Regions from separate parts of the Capra hircus genome. Here region 1 is linked to region 2. Evidence: chromatin contacts called from public Hi-C data. All regions are on one chromosome and are shown on one strand. The core of a region is the stretch at or near the end of the contact, and the rest is flanking DNA. Distances in the headings are between cores, read along the strand shown. Region 1 overlaps ASH2L (set1/Ash2 histone methyltransferase complex subunit ASH2). Region 2 holds the start of LSM1 (U6 snRNA-associated Sm-like protein LSm1).

Evidence for each region. Hi-C and Micro-C count contacts between places; a contact is called where the count stands out from the background.
Region 1: a contact with region 2 is called in a Hi-C map of blood, with 3 times the contacts expected there. The contact joins the enhancer-like site here to the promoter of LSM1 in region 2. A contact is called at or near these places in 4 of 5 Hi-C or Micro-C datasets (blood and liver).

The regions. Positions count from the first base shown.
Region 1 is chr27:12,372,389-12,376,221 of ARS1.2, forward strand. It overlaps ASH2L (set1/Ash2 histone methyltransferase complex subunit ASH2), which reads right to left. Exons shown (of 16, transcript XM_018041986.1): 9 at 2,330-2,423; 10 at 1,417-1,634. Among named protein-coding and RNA genes, the nearest start is that of ASH2L, 15 kb to the right of the region's middle. Within about 2 kb of position 2,248, at least 2 of the 5 cell types and tissues checked have an H3K27ac peak or open chromatin away from gene starts, as enhancers often do.
Region 2 is chr27:12,319,555-12,323,322 of ARS1.2, forward strand. It overlaps LSM1 (U6 snRNA-associated Sm-like protein LSm1), which reads left to right and starts at 1,953. Exons shown (of 4, transcript XM_005698830.3): 1 at 1,953-2,391. The coding sequence starts at 2,346. BAG4 (BAG family molecular chaperone regulator 4) reads right to left here and starts at 1,913. Exons shown (of 5, transcript XM_018041795.1): 1 at 1,524-1,913. The coding sequence starts at 1,793.

The DNA.
Region 1 (3,833 bases), core at 998-3,497, 53 kb after region 2:
TGTGAGCATCATCTATAAGAATACTGAAACACTATGTTATAAACCTGAAACTAATATTCTAAGTCAATTACACTTCCAAAAAAAAACACAAAACCCCCACAAGAACCAACCTAAAGAAGCTTCTAATGACCAAAGCTGGAATAATTTGAATGACAAAATAAAATATAGCCTACAAAATAAATAAATATGTGTTAAGTCCACACTGATACAAATAACCAATTAAATAATTAAATAGAGAAAGGAAGAAATAGCAAACAATTAGGCAAACACCGCATTAACAACAAGATCCACAAATGGATGCTAAAATTAGTGGGCAAAACTTTAGAGAAACAGGGTATTTGTATAACCTCGAAGGATCTTTCCCTAAGATATCTATTAACTACCAAGGGAAAGAGAGTAGAGAGAGCCAGCAGAAACCACCTTAACCAAATGACTGTGTCCACACAACCGATAACAAGACACACTGACCTCACGAGCCTACAGAGATGATGTAGTGGGAAGGATCTGTGTGTGCACTGTTCTTACACGAGCGTACAACCGCAGTCTAATCACGGAAAGAGTCAGACAGACCCTCAGTGAGGAACACTCAAAAAGCAGTTGGTTAACACTGCAAGGGACTATGAAGAAATAATTAAACGCAATGTAGATCCTAGAAAGAGGCATTAGCGGAACACTGGTGAAATTTATAAAGTCTTTAGCTTCATTCGTAGTATTTACTAATGTTAATCTCCTGGGTTTGTTGTTTTTCTGGCTGCGCTGAGCAGACAAGGATGGAAGCTTCGCCCCCTGCAGTGGAAACTCAGATTCGTAACCACTGGACCTCCAAGGAAGTCCCATCTCCTGCTTTTGATAACTGTACTGTGGCTGTGTGAGATCTCACCATTAGGAGAACTTTGATGACAGATATATGAAAGTTCTAGTACTTTGTGTCCTGCAGCCTGGTGGTTCAGACAGTAAAGAATCTGTCTGCAACGCGGGAGAAGCAGGTTCAATCCCTGGGTCAGGGAGACCCCCTGGAGAAGGAAATGGCAACCTGCTCCAGTATTCCTGACTGGGAAATTCCATTGACAGAGGAGCCTGGCAGGCTATATGGTCCATGGGGTCACAAAAAGTTGGACATGACTGAGCGACTAACACTTTCACTTTCAATATGGAAATTCTATTATTTTTGCAACTTTACTGTAAGTTAAATTTAGTTCAAAATAGAAAATTTTAAAAAAAGTATTCTGTATATAAATGGCTAGAGCTTATAAGGACAGACAAAGAAGGAAATGACTTCTTGCATTCTGGCTGAGTCTAGTTAGAGATGGGGTGAGGATTAGATTGGCATGTCTGTCTAATTCTAGACAGGACAGAGCTGACGATGGTAGTTCTGAGCAACACAGGGCCCAGCACAAACATTAACAGCTTACCCACCTCGATCATGGAGGGCTAACAAAACCCGTTCATATAAGCAGGCTCTGTAGAGGTCTCCCGGAATCGGTTTTCCTGCCCAGCAGTCGAGTTCGAGCTTCTCAGGGTCAGGGGCGTGGGGATCGGGCTCAGCTAGAATATAGCGATAGCCATCTTTGTTAAACGGGTGTTCCAAGGGGTAGCCATGAGGGGGAAGACGCTGAGCAGAAAACAAAGGGTCACTGCAGAAAGGAAAAAATAAAATCAAGAAACTACAACCCCCTCCTCTAGCTCACGTGCCTTCAATTCTGTTAGGCCTCTGCTGTATTCGGTTTCAACTGAACACCGGCAACTTCAAATGTTTTTCCTTATTCAAATAGATCATTCTGCCCTCTGCAGGCAAGATGGGGAAATGAAAACTACTTTATCTTGGTATGCAACTAAGCCAGGGGAGACAGGGCACAGAGGAACAAGGGCGGTTTCCTTCAGCATGTTTATTACTATGACTAATAAACAGAAACTCAGAGATATGAACACCCACTACCTGTTTCCAGTCTGAATAAGAAATGACCTGGATTTCGTCACCCCAGTACTGAACCAAGTGAAGGGAAGAGCTATCAGGGGACAGGCAGAAAGTTTACTGTAAAAGAGCTGACATTCAATATTGGTTTCTTTCACTGCCTCTGGTCCATCTATCCTTTCTCAAGATGCCTTAGCAGAACTTCACGCCCAGGTCAATCATCACAGGGTGCTTCCCTGGGGTTGTTTCATTTAGAAACGAGTTCCCCAAACAGGGCGCCTAGTCTGGGGCTATTTGACCCCTCAAACTGTTTAAGATTTGAGAACAAGGGGTAGGCTTGCGCCTGCAGACAGCTGATCTCTTGCCTCACTGAGGGGCTCTGCAGCCCTCGGTAAGGGGCAGGCAGGGGGTGTTCACCTCCGGGCCTTCTTGGTGGTCCCCGCGGTGCTGCCGTCCTGCTGTTTGCGCTTGGCTCCTCTGCCTTTCCCACTGCTTCCTGCTGCAATACCGCCTTTGAAGAGAAGGCAGATCACCTTCAGTGAGCTGTGACAGGGGACAGCTCCCCAGGGACGAACACTCCCAGCGTGCATTTGTGTGACACCACAGGATTTCCTGCCCGGAAGCATATAGGACTTCACCCTGGTTCGCCTGAGTCTGCCGGGTGGCTCCTAGCCCAGAATGCTGCGTTCTGGCAGCAGCTCCAGTGAACCCAGCACTAATGACTCCTGGGTTACAGCTGTGCCCCTTGCTTCCTAAATGAACTGCAGCTCCGGGAACACTTTCCAAGGATGAGACACAAATGCATTTTCACTCACTCAGACGGCAGACACCCACAGCTAGAAGTAACTGCGTGGGTAGTTTTTTCCCACTCAAATCAATACGAACATCCATAAGGAGAACATCCTCACTGAAGGGATGCTCGCTTGCATGAACTACACACAGCATAGTCCATAAACATGAGAGAGGCACAGGATCTGCTAAAGCGCTGAACTTGAACTTCCAGCAAAACAGAAGTACATCAAACGTGGAAACAAAAAACAGAAATACTAAAAAGGTGTTTCTCTTCAGTGCTTCTAGGCATCTGGTGTGGTTGTTCATGACACAAGCAGGAAAGGCAGCTTTAAATTTAGTCAGCAATCTTTACAATTATTAAAATTGTGCCAACGCATCAAATTTAGGTTTGACGAATCTGGCTTGTGGAATTAAGAGAAAATACAGATAGAGAATTTGTAAATAAAAAAAGAAACAAGCTACATATTAAAAGCCACAAGGAATACTACCTTGGGCACTTCTGAAATAGGTGCTTTGAAATTTTTGTCCAGTTGTCATTCCTCTCAATTAGTTTATTTGTCCAACTTCCAGGAAACATCCCTGAACTGTAGGAAAACACCTTTACGTAACAACTGCATGAAGTACTATATCTTAATTTGGGGCAAGCTTGGAAATTATCAGCAGTTCTGCTGCAATAAAAAGAGGATCAAGACATTGAAGGCAGGTCATATTCTGCACAGACAGGACCAGATTTATGCTGAACTTCCTTTTATGAACATATCTGGTGTCATCCCGTCCTCATAAAAGGCTTAATGTTGAACTGTTAAAATATCAACACCTCTATAGTTTGTTACCTTATTCAAAAAAACTGTTAAGGTTTTATTGGCACTGCATTTCAATTATTTTGAGACAAGTTTTAGATCCACGTTGAAAAAATCAAGCAACACTAAAGAGGACTGCTGGACATGTGAGGCAGAATATGACAACGTACAAGCTTCCAATTACTAACATTAAACCGGAACTACTGTTTCATATCAAGTGCTACTGCCACCAACTCCACAAGGCTTTACAATCTTAACTCAGTTTCAGCTTCTATCACAACTCAGCAAAAAGCATCTTCCAAACCACAAAATACTTAAGTCTGAGAGGC
Region 2 (3,768 bases), core at 703-3,202:
CATACCATAAAACTCACCCTTTTAAAGTGTACAATTCATGGTTTTAATATACTCAGACTTGTGCAGTTATCGTCATTAAATTCAGAATATTTTCATCATCCTCAAAGGAGACCCCATACCCTTTATCTATCTTTCTCAATGTCCCCAGGTCCACAGCCCCTGGAAACAACAAAATTTTCTACAGATTTCTATATCCTGGAATTTTCCAAAAAAATGGAATCATACAATATTTGGTCTTTGTGTCTTCATCCATGTAGCACATTTTCAACGTTCATCCATTTGCAGAATGTCTAGTACTTCATTACTTTCTATGGCTAAATAATTTCGTTGTATAAATACACTGTGCTGTGCTGTCCTTAGTCCTTCAGTCCTCTCTGACTCTTTGCGATGCTATGCGCTGTAGCCCACAGGCTCCTCTGTCCATAGGGATTCTCCAAGCAAGAATACTGGAGTGAGTTGCCATTCCCTCCAGGGGTATGAATATACTATATTTTATCAATTCTTCAGTTGATGAGCATTTGGGATATTTCCCTTTTTTGGCTATTATAAATAAAGTTGCTATGAACATGTGTGTACCGGATCTTATGTGGACATGTTTTCAGTTCTCTTGGGTATATATCTAGCAGCAGGCTTGCTAACAGTACACCTTAACGTTTTTAGGAACTGCCAAACCGTTTTCCAAAACACTGAACCATTTTACATTTCCACCAGCAATGTCTGGGAATTTCATTATTACATTTCAACCAATGAGAATGTTATAATTCCTGAAGACAAGGAGAGGTGTGCCCTCACCATAGAACCGTAATCCTCTACGAAGAATATTGCATTAACAAAACAGAAGTATATTTCCGGCACGACGACACAGAATAAAATGTCAGAGGTCTGAATATATTGAGCAAGTGAGTTAACCTTTCACTGTCAGCAGTTCTTCCACCGTAAAATAGGGACGCTGTGATGACATCTACGTTGCAGTCACCGTTAAGATTACATACAACCCACGGACAGGTGCTTTCCAACACTGATGATGATCGGTGATTCAATACCCGGCAATGCTTTAGGGGCAAAGGGCTAAATGCCCAGATCCCTCCCTTTCCTTCGCGTTCCTTCCCAGCGGGAGGGGGCTGCAGCCACATCCCTCCTCGGAGAGAGGCGGCCCCCACGAACCACGCAGGATAAATTGTGAGGATTGGAAAAGCAAAGCCAGGTCACTCCAGCCCAACCTCTTCCCCAAGATGAGAGATTCGCAGCCTGCAACTCAGCAGGTTCAGCGCAGGATTTTTTTCCCGGTAAGAAGATATTTATTACGGCTGAAGCACAAGAGGAGGGGCAAAGAAAACACAAGCATATACCCCCACCCACGATCCTAGTCTCTTGTCTCTCCAAAGCCGTATTAGGACAACGCACGAAACCCAATTCATTACGAACTCTTGGGAGCTGTATCAATCCCAATGGCCCTCACCCCCAAAGATTCCCCTATCGGACCCCCCCCACTCCACCCTGGGGACCGGTGGCGCAAAGCTCACCTGGTGGCCTCCGCCAGCACGACCCGGCTCTGACCAGGCGCCTCCAGACGCGTAGTAGCCATCGCCTCCTCCGCCTTCCCCCGGCCAGGTGGTCTCCGCCGGGCCGCCCCCGCGCCCCCGCCAGGAAATGGCAGGCTGGGGAGGCTCGGGGCGCGGGGGGTAGATGGGCGGAGGCGGGTGCACCGGCACATCTCCACCCCCAGGCCCGTAGTAGCGGCCATAAGACGGGCCGTCACTGGGGCCGTAGCCCGAGCGCCTCAAGGCCGACATGGGCTCCGCCGCCCCCAGGCGCTTCCCGGCCCCCCGCCCCTCACGGCCGGCCCACCGCGCAGGCGCCGACGGGGGAGCGTGAATGGACCACAGGGAAAGGGGGTCGGCCTGCAACAGCCAATCCTAGGCAGGATCCCGCCCCCCTTCACTTCCGCGTCCTAAGAGGACGAGGGCGGCTGTCCGTGACTCTGGGGTCTAAGAAGCAGGAGAACGAGCGTTCCTTAAAAGGGAGAACGCACCTCCGCACTGTCCGTGCAGCCTAGACTCCTCTTCCCCTTCTCGTCAGGGATATGTAAAGGGTATCCTGGGGCGGGGGAAACCACATGGACGGTCCCGCCTCTTCCTGAGGGCGGGGACGTGGTGCCGGAAGTGGGTGGGGTAACATGGCGGCGTTTCCGGCAGGCCCCGGCTACTGAAAGCCGGGGCGGCGGCGTTTGTCCGGGTCCGGTTCCTGTCCCGGTCCCGCAAAGGCGGCGACCGCGGTGGGAGGAAGGAGGTGTGGGACGCGCTGGCCCACCGCCGCTATACGCTGCAGCTCTGTCTCGACTCAAAATGAACTATATGCCTGGCACCGCCAGCCTCATCGAGGACATCGACAGTGAGTAGTTCATCTCCTCAGAGTGAAGTCTAGGGTCAAACCCTTCCTCCCAGGAGGATGCCTCTTAAGGAGGAAGCTGATAGAATGAGTCCGGGCCGGGGGCGGTGTGTATTTAGTCCAGTTCTGGACTTCCGGCGTTGGCATCCTCGCAGGATGCGGGAGTCACGGGACAAACCGTTTGCCACTTTATCCCCTCCTGCCTGTATCCCGCCTCTCGCAGCTTCCACCGGATCTCCCGGGCAAGCTGTAGAATTCATTTTTGCTTTTCAGAGTTGCGGCTGCTGAAGCTCACATGTGAAGGTTACCGTTTCCCCGGTCCATCGTCTCCCACCTGTGGTATTTCGAAGTACCAGGTGGTTACTGGGTGGATGAATGAGAATTCTCAGAGAAAGGGTTCTTGCAGAAACGAAAATAGTAATACAACAGCAGTTGGACTTAATTAGCACTAAACGTAGGGTTTATACTGTGTGGCCGTTTGCAGTCTTTTAACCGTTTGAGAGTATTTAGCTTTTCAGACTAGGTAGTGACTTTTCCAGAAAGACTGAGTCACTTCAAATTTACTTTTTTTCCTCTGTTAGTTTTCTCTTGCTGTTAAGACCTCCCTTATTCCAAGTCACTATCCTGAAGAAGAGCTCGGTTGTATCAGATGTCTTTTGTTTTTCCAAACTCTCATCTGTGAATTACTCCTAAAACAACACTTTTTAAAGTTGTGTCAATTGTGTGATCTGTCTCATTAACTTGTAATTGCTGTGAAACATTTACCACACAGTTCCAAACAAGTTCAGCAATTTTTTGCAGTTACTGTGTATGTAAAGAGTGAATTTGTGATGAAATCCTCTTCCTATCCTCTGAAATCACTCTTTAGATGCAAATTAGTGATTTTGCTACTGAAGGGAATGTAGTGTAGCTTGGATCAAATTCATGTGTGAATAACCACTGTACAGGCCTGTCTGTAACATGTAATGAAATCTTTAATTCTAGTTGTCTGAGGATGGTGCCCTCACCTCTCTAGTTATGTATCTGAGTTATTTGAGATCCCTAACACATCCTGCCATTCTAACAAAAATAATTGTTTTTCTCAAGTCTCTAACCCCATTTTGCAGATTCCAAGCTCCTCCTTTATTGAATGGTTTCAAATCATTTCATATCCAGCCTTCAGTGCAACACACAGACACACTTTCCTCCTCTCTCCTCAGTCTTCCTGTATTTTCACCCATCCTGGCATCTCAGTTGGAAGTATTCCTCCCTTTCAGTCTGTGTCTTATTTATTTTTCCTTCCAGCTGCTTCTGGAATCCATTAATACCCTTTTTCTCTCATATTTCTTGCTCCCCCTCATGTATGTTCTTGTCTGTCGTATTTTTTTTCAGTTATATTTC